Regions from separate parts of the Mus musculus genome. Here region 2 is linked to region 1. A link is a contact called in public promoter capture Hi-C data. All regions are on one chromosome and are shown on one strand. Each heading gives the region's core, a stretch centred on a gene start, on an enhancer-like site or on the middle of the called end of the contact. The rest is flanking DNA. Distances are from core to core; before and after follow the strand shown. Region 1 holds the start of 1190028D05Rik (RIKEN cDNA 1190028D05 gene). Region 2 holds the start of Neil3 (nei like 3 (E. coli)).

Evidence for each region. Promoter capture Hi-C pulls out the DNA fragments that hold promoters and counts their contacts.
Region 2: a promoter capture Hi-C map of embryonic stem cells shows a contact between it and region 1, with 4 times the contacts expected there. The contact joins the promoter of Neil3 here to the promoter of 1190028D05Rik in region 1. A contact is called at or near these places in 2 of 39 promoter capture datasets (embryonic stem cells and hippocampal neurons) and 1 of 115 datasets of contacts at active chromatin or transcription factors (embryonic stem cells).

What each region holds. Positions count from the first base shown.
Region 1 is chr8:52,353,278-52,358,909 of GRCm38.p6, forward strand. It overlaps 1190028D05Rik (RIKEN cDNA 1190028D05 gene), which reads left to right and starts at 3,334. Exons shown (of 4, transcript NR_151738.1): 1 at 3,334-3,529; 2 at 5,363-5,468.
Region 2 is chr8:53,635,803-53,641,477 of GRCm38.p6, forward strand. Neil3 (nei like 3 (E. coli)) reads right to left here and starts at 3,263. Exons shown (of 10, transcript NM_146208.2): 1 at 2,954-3,263. The coding sequence starts at 3,109.

The DNA of each region.
Region 1 (5,632 bases), core at 2,084-4,583:
TTGCACAAACTATAACTCATCCATGTGAACTAAAACCATCACATAAAACTGAACATTTTCTATTAGAACTGTAACCTTAATTACACTTCAAAAATGACTCAGCTACTTAGAAAAACTAATAGCACATGGTGAATGAGCTTATGAAGTCTATTCCAAAGAGGAAAGTAGTTTTTCATATTAAATGTTTCTGAATTTTTCTAAGATAGAAGCCTAGACATATATTTAAAATCCAAAAACATTTGGGCACATGTAGAACGTTCTAGGAATGTGGGAGTTTAACTCCCAAGGGAACCAAGACAACCCTTACAACTATCAACAGGACATGGTATGTAGCCATCATATGACTGCTGCTCACTAAGTCTAATTTGTTCAACTTTCAGTATCAGCTAAGGAGGAAAAAAATCACTTACATTTCATTCATAGTCATCAACACAAGGTAATTCTAAGTATTCAGTTTTTGAAACAAGTCTACAAAGTAATGCATTTTTAACACAGATAGTTAAATATTTCACATTACGAAGCTGTTGCTTAATTTCATAGATTAAAAATCCATGACCTTTATTTCCTTTGGCTGCAAGAAGGGTCAAAGCTGCAGAGTTAAGTGTAAACATAATTGCCGGAATTCCTTCAGATAGATCTTCAATGAAATGTTCTTAAATTTGTCAGAGGATAATGTAAATGATTTAGAATAACACCTCTACTTGTTAACATATATTACACAGTAATACCTTGGTGCCCATTCAAGCCTTTTGACATTTTGAAATACTCAAGGAGATAAAGATAACACAGTATTCAAAGATTTATTATGCTTCCCTTATGAAATTTTCTCAAGGTAATTGAAAGCCATATAATAATCTCAAAGAAATTAGTTTATATATTTACTTCATCAATAAACAGATATTTTGATTCTACTTCTGTAACTAGTAAATTAATTTGATTTTTATTATTGATGTAATAAGTATAAAATGACAAATATTTTGTGTAGACACTGGGTAAAACAATGTTAGTTATCTAATTTTAGTTAAGGCTTAATGTTCACAGATATATTTCTAATGTTTATATTGGTCTTTCATCACAGTCCAGCCACATATGCTTACTCCATTCTCCCTTCTATATACTTCTCAAAACATTTGAAATTTCTTTTTAAAACATATAGAGAACATTATAGAAAAACAACAAACAAGAAGAAGAGATCATGTTTTGTCCACTCCCAACTGGTACATCTGCATCTAAGGCTCAGTAAGGTAGAGAGATGGTAAGTACGAGAGGAATAGTAAGTTTCCTTGAGATAGTGCGTCCTAGAAATGAGAGGCTATACACTTGAAGTGTGCCTGACTAAACAATACCTGAATGACACCACCTCCAATACATACGCTAATATGGACAAATTCTGGGAGATTCATTCCTTCTCTAAGGAAGGCAGGTAGGGGAATGCCAGGGCCAAGATGTTTGAGTGGGTGGGTAGGAGAATGGGTGGGGGAAGTTATGGGGGACTTTTGGGATAGCATTGGAAATGTAAATGAAGCTAATACCTAATAATAATAATAATTAATAATTAATAATAATAATAAAAGAATGTAGTTATTTGAACTTACACTGTCAGAGGAATAAGTGTCCAAAAAAAAGTGCCAACAATGTGTAAAATGTCCTTTCCTAGAGAAAAGTTCTCATTTGATTACCTAATACCAAGTGATCAGCCCTGAGATCACTTACATACAAGGAGCATATGGACTGAGTGTGATGTGGTATTTATATCTAATATACATGAATAAAATATAATACTCTATACAGAGTTTCTTAACTGATATAAAAAAAGATGGCTGTAGTTTAGGTAAAAAGGGATTGAACAGTTTCTTTTTTTACTTTATTTTTTTATTCTTTAGTCGTGTTTTTACAGTCCAGCCTTTATCGCCTTGCAGGTCCGCCCTCCCTCTGACTGCTCCACATCACATAGCTCCTTCCCCACACCCCCAGTCTCCAAGAGGATGTCCCTCACCCCCACACCCACCCCAGACCTCCTACTCCCTGGAGTCTCTTGAGGGTAAGGTGCATCTTCCTTCACTAAGTGAAGAACATGCAGTCCTGTGCTATACACAGTATAAATGTTGGGGGCATCATATAAGCTGGTATATGCTGCCTGGTTGGCCGGACAGTGTCTGAGCAATCTTGGGATACAGGTTAGATGAGGTCTTCTGATAGGGTTGCCCTCTTCCTCAGCTTCTTCCAGCTATTCCCTAATTCAACAACAGGAGTCAGCAGCTTCTGACCATTGGTTGGGTGTAAACAGCTGCATCTGACTCTTCCAGCTGCCTGTTGGGCCTTTTGGAGGGCCGTCATGCTACGATTCTTTCTGTAAGCACACCATAGCATCAGTAATAGTGTAAGGCCTTGGGACTTCGCCTTGAGCTGAAAAGGTCATCTCCTATATCAAAAGTTACAGTTGGTATAAATCTTTTTTAAAAATATTAAACACAAACATGAGCATGTATATATATATATATATATATATATCTTAAATTATTTCAATAATTTGCTTTCAAATTTTAATACTGTAGGTTTTAAAAATAGGTATAAAATATTGTAAGTGAAACTATAGTATTATTAGAATAATATATAGAGAAGGATTTAGAACAATTTGATTGACTATGTAGCCAAATGACTTACGTTGATTGCCAACTCTATTATACATTGGATGCTACTTAACCACTCCAGAGTTAGCTCACTTATGAGTAAAACTGATAGCATTATTAAGCTTTATTGAAAAAGTGTAATATAAAATCAAAATCTAGGCCTTTAGGCCCAGGCTTGAGAATGTGACCTTTGTGACTCAATGCTCCAAGGCATGCTAACCATAAAACAGATAGCAGACATTCCTCCACCCACCTGCTTCCTGGGTTTAGGGAGTGTTCCTTCAAAGAAAGTCACCTTGACTGCTCCTGGAATCTTCTATGTAAATGTGCTATTGTTAGGGGCTCAAAGAAAATGTTTTGAGAAATAACCTCACAATTATCAAGTAGTTTTCCTTATGACTCGTCACTTCCTCATGACTCTTAACTTGTATTTTTGGTATTTTCCAACAACACCCTCCCCATCTGTGAGGATCGGGTGAGGCCGCCACCCCAAGATGACACCCAGGACAGTGCCAGGTTTTATGACCAGCACCTGACTTCCTCATTATCTCAGACTTAGCCACATCTCAGCTGACTGCACTGCACAGATGCCATGCCTCCTCAGCTCGCATGAGGTGTCATCACCTACAGACTGCCTTTATGTGACTGGGGTGATTGGGAGGAGTCAGTAAGGTATTTAAGGCGCGCCCCGGGGTTGTTCAGAGGATTCCTGTTCCTGCATTGCAATGCTAAGTGTTCCTGAATAAACCTGCTTGAAGAAGGACAACATGGTGTTGCATCTTTCCTGCTGGTCCGGGTGGATGCAACAAGTGGTGGCCCATAAGGGGACTTCTGCTTCACGAGAGCGCTGTGTGTCTAGAAATTCAAGAGGTCAGGGTAGCCGGCTGGAAAGCTCCCAGGTAAGTGGGATGATTCAAGTTCTTGGTTAGAGATTTTTAGGTTCCCGGATTAGGGACTATTGAGGTTCTCCGTGTGAGAAAATTAAATTTATCCAAAAATTAAAAGAAAAGCAATTGGTTGTAGCCCCTGAGAAGGTGCAGAAGGGCAAGGTCATCCATTATTTGGGAAGCAAAATAACACAAAGATATATAACTCCACAGAAGATTCAACTTAGCACTGATCATCTAAGGACTTTAAATTATTTTTCAAAAGTTGCTAGGAGATATTCAATGGGTTAGGCCTTATCTGGGTCTAACAAATAAGCAATTTCAACCTTTTTATGACATCTTGCCAGGAGCAACAGCCCTGGATTCAAAGAGAGATCTTACAAAAGATGGAAGGGAAGCCTTAAAGTTAGTCGAGAAGGCTATTCAAATTGCTGCTTTAAAGAGGAGAGAGGTTGATCTTCATATATCATTATGTATTTTGCCATCGGAAAATCAACCTACTGGAGCCCTTTTGCAAGGGGCTCCTTTATTATGGATCCATCCTAAAATTTCCCTCACCAAAGTGTTATCCTAGTATCCTGCCTCGGTTGCCCAATTGGCTTTGCTGGGTTTATAGCAATGCGTGCAGCATTTTAGCACCCCTCATGATGAAATTATTGTACCATATGATAGTAGACAAGTTGAAATGTTGTCTGCCACTGTAGATGACTGGGCAGTTTTAAGTTGCAGTTTTGTAGGCAAGATAGATAATCATTTTCCCAAAAATCCTATTTTGTAGCTTACCCTGTAATTTTCCCTGTGATTACCTCTCGATTACCATTGAAAGGGGCTCCTCTAATTTTTCCAGATGGATCAAAGTCAGGATGCAGAGCCTATTTAGTTCAAGGCTCTGCACCTATAGTTTTACAATTCACCCCTGCCTCACCGCAAGTTATAGAATTACAGATTGTGATTAAAGTTTTTGAATTGTATTCTGAATCCTTTAATTTAATATCAGATAGTCAATATGTGATTAATGCTCTTGCTATCTTGGAGGTGGTTGGTAGGGTGAATCTTAGGTCCAGCATTGGGGACTTATTAAGTAAATTACAAAATTTGCTATTGCATAGATCCTCCCCCTTCTTTGTTCAGCATATCTGAGGTCACACTGTGTTACCATGTCCATTGGCTGAGGGTAATGACATAGTGGATAAGAAAGCACAAGCTGCTGTATTTCAGGCATGTCCTGCCCTTGACCTTGCTCATGATTTTCATTCTAAATTTCATGTAAATTCTAACACATTAGCCTCTCGCTTTGGGATCACCCGAGCAGAGTCCAGGGAGATTGTTCAAGGCCTGTCAGGTCTGTGTTCCTTTATTGCCTCAACCCTCCTTTGGAGTTAACCCACGAGGGTTACACCCACTACACATTTGGCAGATGGGTATAACTCATTTTGCTGAATTTAGAAAATTACAGTTTGTTCATGTTTCAATTGATATTGCCTCTGGAGTCATTTTTTCTTCTTTGCATGCTGGAGAAAAGGCCCGTCCTGTCATAGCTCATTGCTTTGAAGCATGGGGAGCTTGGGGTCAACCCAAAGAATTAAAAACTGATAATGGACCTGCTTATACTTCCAGTGCTTTTGTTGGCTTTTGTGGGATGATGGGAGTTCATCTTGTACATAGTGTTCCCTGTGGCCCTCAGTGGCAGGGAATGGTTGGACATGCTCATCGTACCTTAAAACAATGCTTGATGGAATGAAGGGGGGGAGTTGCCCTAGGGGCGACTCCCTGGAAGCACCTTTCTATAGTCCGTATTTACTCTTAATTTTTAAAATAAAGATACATTTGATTGTACTGTTGCAGAGAGATTCAGTAATCCTGATGCATCTCAGAAGGGAACTATTAAGTCGAAGGATGTGTTGGATGGCCAATGGCATGGACCAGATCCAGTGTTGGTGTCAGCAAGAAGGTCTGTTTGCGTGTTTCCCCAGGACTGCCACCAGCCGTTGTGGGTACCTGAACGACTGACTCGAGTGCTGATGGGTGACCAGAGATGTGATGCTGATATTCCTGGGAATACTGATGATGGTGACAGGGTGCAGGAGTGGGGAGCTAAAATGGGGCATCATGTCG
Region 2 (5,675 bases), core at 2,013-4,512, 1.3 Mb after region 1:
ATGCAATTATTTTTAAATGCTGCTTTGAGAAAACTAATCATTTCAAGCCAGTAGTAGAAACATTAAATAGCTTTAGTTCTTTGGCAAATATGCCTAAGAAACCAGGGATCATCTGTTACAATAATGATCTTGCCAGAAGTTTGTGACAATGGTCCATATTTTAATGAAATTTAATATGGATCCAACATTGCTCTCAAAGGCAAAAGGCTGTTGGTATTTATAAGGGTTATTATTATGCTTTTTAGATCAAAGGCCCAGAAAATCAAGCCACAACAGAGTATTTAGAATTCTACTGAAAGCCACATTATTAATGCCATATTGATTTTCAATCCAATGTCAATGGAAGCAGATCCTTCCTTCTAATCACACAGCTCTATTCCAATAATTAGTTCCTCCTTCTATTAAGGCATTATCCATAATAGCTTTAGATGCAGGGCTATTTATTTGTGGAATATAGCTTAGTGAGTATAGTGTTGCCAAGTGAATCTAATCATTGCTCAACCATTAATAAAGCACTTACATGAGGCTATCTAGATGCACTCTTTGGTGCCATCTGAACACAGAAATGAAGAGAATTATCAGAGCAGATAATTGACTGTAGTGAACAAAATTTAAATGGTGGAGGACACCGCCAAAACCCAAGGTCATACTTCTTTAGTTAATAAGGATCGCTATCACATATAGGGCTTATGGTATACAAAGCAGTAACCACTCCATTACTGAATCTTTTATTACTTTTAGAGTAGCTATCAGATACATAAAAGTCTGAAGGGAGATCAAACCTTGGCCCAACACCTTACTACAAGCGACAGTGCTCAACTGATTTAAATTCACCTTGAGCCCAACGCTCCTTTTCTGGTAGCATTAGGTTGATCTTTATTGTGGAATTATTCTTTCTCATGACTAACTGTACTTCACGTTTTGTCACAAAATAATTAAAATAAATTTAAAATGAATGATTAATACTATTTTCTCTAAATGCCAATAAGGTGACTATGTAAAACATAATCTTGGTTTCTTGCAACGGGAATCTTATTTTTATAAATAGTAACTTTCCATGAATAAACTTTTATAGATAAAACAGGTTTTATTTTACCAGTAACCAGCAAAGTGTTTATCACACAACATTACTGTTGAATGACATAAATCATGGCATCAATGAGGATGTTCAGATCTTACGCAGTGCTCAGTACAATAGCATTTATTTCTAAAATAGTGGCAGGCTGACTTCACCTGATTTCTACCACCAGCAGCTGAGCCTAAGCTCCTCACCTGGGTCACTGCAATACCTTCTTGAGATTTCCTCTCATGTTTTCTTCTTTGATATGCAGTGTTCTAGCCAAACTGTAAATAAATCTTGACTACCATTCAAGGTTTCTAATGATGCCCAAGATAAAGCCTGGAAGGTGACCCATTGGAGACGACTCAGCAGGCAAAGGCACTTGACACTAAGGCGGAAGATATGGGTCCCTGGAACCCACACAGAGTAGAAGAAAAAGTTGTCCTGACTTTCACATGTGCTGTAACACACACAACAACATTCAGTCACACAACAATACGCACAAAAATAAAACCCAGCTCTGAAAAGTCCCAATTGTGGTATATGGAGTTCTTTACAATCTTCCCATCAGCTTTAATATCAGGCCATCTTCGGATCTCCTTCCTTTACATACACACTGGTTTATTTTTCAGGCCCTTGAACACCATTCTTCTGCCTATATGGGCCACTTTCATCTCAGGAACTCTGAATCTCTTATGCCCCCTTTACACATCAGCTCTGTTACCACCATAGGGAGACTTCCCTGGCCTCTCTGTATGTCCTAAGAGAGAACCACACACTTCTGAGAACTTACCACTTTGTACTTCACTGTGTTACCCTTTACTGAATGGCCATGTATTTTCCCAGCTACAACATAAAGACAAATGTATTTTCACCCTCCTGTACTTTGAGAGTATGCAAAATTTTGCTGAATGAGTGATCTTCGTCAAAACTAATACTTTAGAGAAACCATTAGCATAGATCTCTATAGTACTCTGAAATAATTTCGAGAAACATAATTTTTTAAAAAGTACAGAGCACTTGTTGACACACCAAGTCAAAATAAATAAAAGCATAACTGTTAAAAGATCCAAACCTTTTTTTTTTTCCTCCCTCAGCTTGAAAATACATCTTCCTTGTTTCTTTCAAGTTGGGAGCATATGCTAATTGCATAACAGACAACTTCTTTCCTAGACCAAAGGCTATGAGGGAGCTTTGCAGGAGAAATTGAAGAACAGCACAATATTGCATGTATCCATGAAATACAATTAACCACACATCTAAAGGGCCTTAAAAGCCTGGTCGTTTAATCAGAATATTTTTAGTATAGTTCTAAGTTCTTACCAAATGACTATCCAGCCATCAGCAATGTATGCCTGAGTGGCAAACTGTGCTACGATTTGCTTTCAAAAGAAATAAATTCACTTAAGGAAACCAGAACTAGCTTTTACTGCCCCTTCATTAGATGGCAATATTCAGCTGAGTGAGATGTTCGTGCTAAATTTTCCATGTGCAACGTTAGAATTATATACTACTGATCAACTGCAGAATTTGGGGCTGGAAAAGGGCTAAAAGTCTATGTTACGAGTTCAGTCTTACAACGTGGAAAGAAAAACATACCAGACTTCGCACAAATCCGATGATAACGTCAGTGAATGTAGACGGTAAACAGCAGAAAGCATCTTTTGCTGACTGCCTGTTAACAGGGTTGGAACAAAACGCCTTCGGTGGATCTAGCACTGGCACTGTTAGACAGCTGCTAGAGCTAAGACTCACTTCTCAGGTTAAATAAATGTCGGGAAACACAGGCTCTAGGTCTTGGGAACCAGAGTAGATTGGGGATCCCAGAACCTGGGTGGTGTTTTTACTCCACTTCCCGCTGCAGCTTCCAAGCAGGACACAGGACTGACTTACCGAGGTAGCGACATCAGCCAGGGAGGCGGCAGGGGACATGGCAGGGCCCAGGAGGCTCTGCAGAGCTGTGCCCCGCACACCAGTCACCGCCTGCCCCGGTAGCACTCGTGCCCGGATCTTCTCTCCATTCAGTGTACACCCTGGCCCTTCCACCATCTCTGTAGCCCGCCCGGAACCCCTGCTAGTTGCAAGGCCTGACTGGAAAACAACCAGGCAACTTCACTTTCCTGCTGACCCACACTGGGCGGGAAGTTCAAATCTCCCGCGCGCCCCGCCCCGCCCAGCCTAGGCTTGCCCACCAGCAAACCCCGCCCATCTGCGGCCAGGCCACGCCTAGGTGGTGCGGACTCTGCTCTGGGATCCAGGCAGCCCACAGAACTCAGGGCTCTGCAGGTCTCACACTTGTGTCATCGGTATTTCCTGAGCCAGTGCACAGTGAAAGGAGTCACAGAACCCGGCTCAGTGTAAAAACTCAGGAAACTGGGAGTTGAAGACTAAAAACTACGTTCGAACTACTCAGCCCATACTTTTTGAGCTGAAATCGATCACATTAAAACAACGTCAAGTTTGCGGTTTCATAAAAGCCCAGCACTGTACTGAAGTAAAAGTGGAAAACTAAATGTGGAGATTTGTCTAGTTGGCTTTCCAGTGTAGGATGATGAATGGTTACATTTGTCTACATCAGACTCGGGACTGTCTGGACTCTATATTCTGTTAACTAAAATTCATTTCTGATCTCTGTCCTTTGATGGAGAAAAGTCTGAAATAGCCCTTTCCCTTTCACCTCTGTATTGTTTATTGCTATCTAAAGAATGACATCATTTATTATTTAGAAATTTCTGTGAGTTAGAAGTTGGCAAAGTCCAGCTGGGTGGTTCTGGCTCCCCAGTTCTCTAAAAGTTACAAGGTAGGTTTGGTTGTAGCTAGGGGATCCTCTTTCAAGAGGTTCATTTACATGGGCTGGTAGCAAGAGGTCTTATAGTTCTGGCCATAGACCTGCTTAGCTGTGCTCTAGGTGTGATTGCAGATCACACCAGAGGAAGAACACAATTGCAATACAACTTATTACCTAGCAGCTGTTGTAACCTGTGAGTTACAATCCCTTTGCGGGAGTCAAATGATGCTTTCACAGGGGTCACTTAAGATCATTGGAAAACACAAATATTTACATTATAATTCATAACAGTAATTACTGTTAAGTAGTAACAACTTCCGTGTGAACAGTAATTCTTGCAGTAATTCTTTGTTTGTTTGTTTGGCTTTTTTTTTTTTTTTTTTTTTTTTGGAGACGGTTTCTCTGTATAGACCTGACTGTCCTGGAACTCACTCTGTAGACCAGACTGGCCTTGAACTCAGAAATCTGCCTGCCTCTGTCTCCCAAGTGCTGGGATTAAAGGCATGTGCCACCACTGCCCGCTCTAAAATCTACTTGCAACATTTAAATGACTGGGATTTTGTGATGTTTTCGATAAAAACATCTCCCATAGTCCTGGATGGAGTAGCATTATTAGGAGGTATGGCCTTGATGGAGGAGATGTAGTCTTACTGGAGAAAGTCTGTCACTGTGGAGTAGGCGTTTAGAGGTTTCAAATGCTCAACCTACGCCCGGTGTGAAACACATCCAGTCTCCTACTTGACTGCCTTCAGATCAAGATTTAGAACTCTTGGCTCCTCCGACACTATATATGCTTGCACACCTGCCATGCTTCCCGATATGAATCATCATGGACTGAACCTCTGAAACTGTAAGCCTGCTCCAATTAAACATTTTCCCTTGTAAGAGTTGCCTCTGTCGTGCATTTTCACAGCAATAAAACCCTAAGACATTGGCTCAACATGATGTCTCAGAGAGTAAAGGCACTTGCCACCAAGCCTGCTGACCTCAATTCCATGCCTCAAACCTACCTAGGAAAATCAACTCCTATAAGGTGTCCTCTGATCTGCACATGTGACTGTTGCACTGTGGAACAAACTAGTCCTCAGATACACACATACACACACACACACACACACACACACACACAAAGTAGGTTTAGAAGATATTAGAATACTAATTATTATCATTGAGCCTGATATCTTTACTAAATTTTTCTTCCTACCTTTATATGTGTCAAATATGTAATCTCATCATTTGTGTTACGATATAGAAGGAATCCCTCACTTGATATAGTCATCTGGTCTATACCCCCAGAAGTGTCAGGTAAGTTTAAGATTCTTTATAAATATCTAGTCCTACATATTTTGTATTTTGCTTCCAAAAAAATTGATGGAGATGCTTTTGTATAAATATTGCTTATTATTCTGAATTTTGGAAAAACTCTGTAAATTCCAGGAATTTAGTTCCATTTTCTTTTCCTAGAATAGACTTTTTGCTTCCTGTGTCTTCTTTTTTGTAGTAATTCCAAAGTTTTATCCACCTATATGTCTATCTATCAACTATCTATCTATCTATCTATCTATCTATCTACCTACCTACCTATCTATCTAGTCAGAGGACTAGAACCAATAGTGCACCTATATCAAAAGCGAATTGATTAAATTGGCTTACACAATTCAGAATGAAACACCCCCCTCCCCCTATTGTAATCCAGCAATAGCTGCCTTCACACTGGAGAGACCAAGAGCCCTTTAGTTTCTCAGACCACATGAGGCCAGATATTTCAGCAGTCCTAATCTGACACTGAAGACCTGGAGAGAGTCACTGGTTTAGAGTCTGAATTCA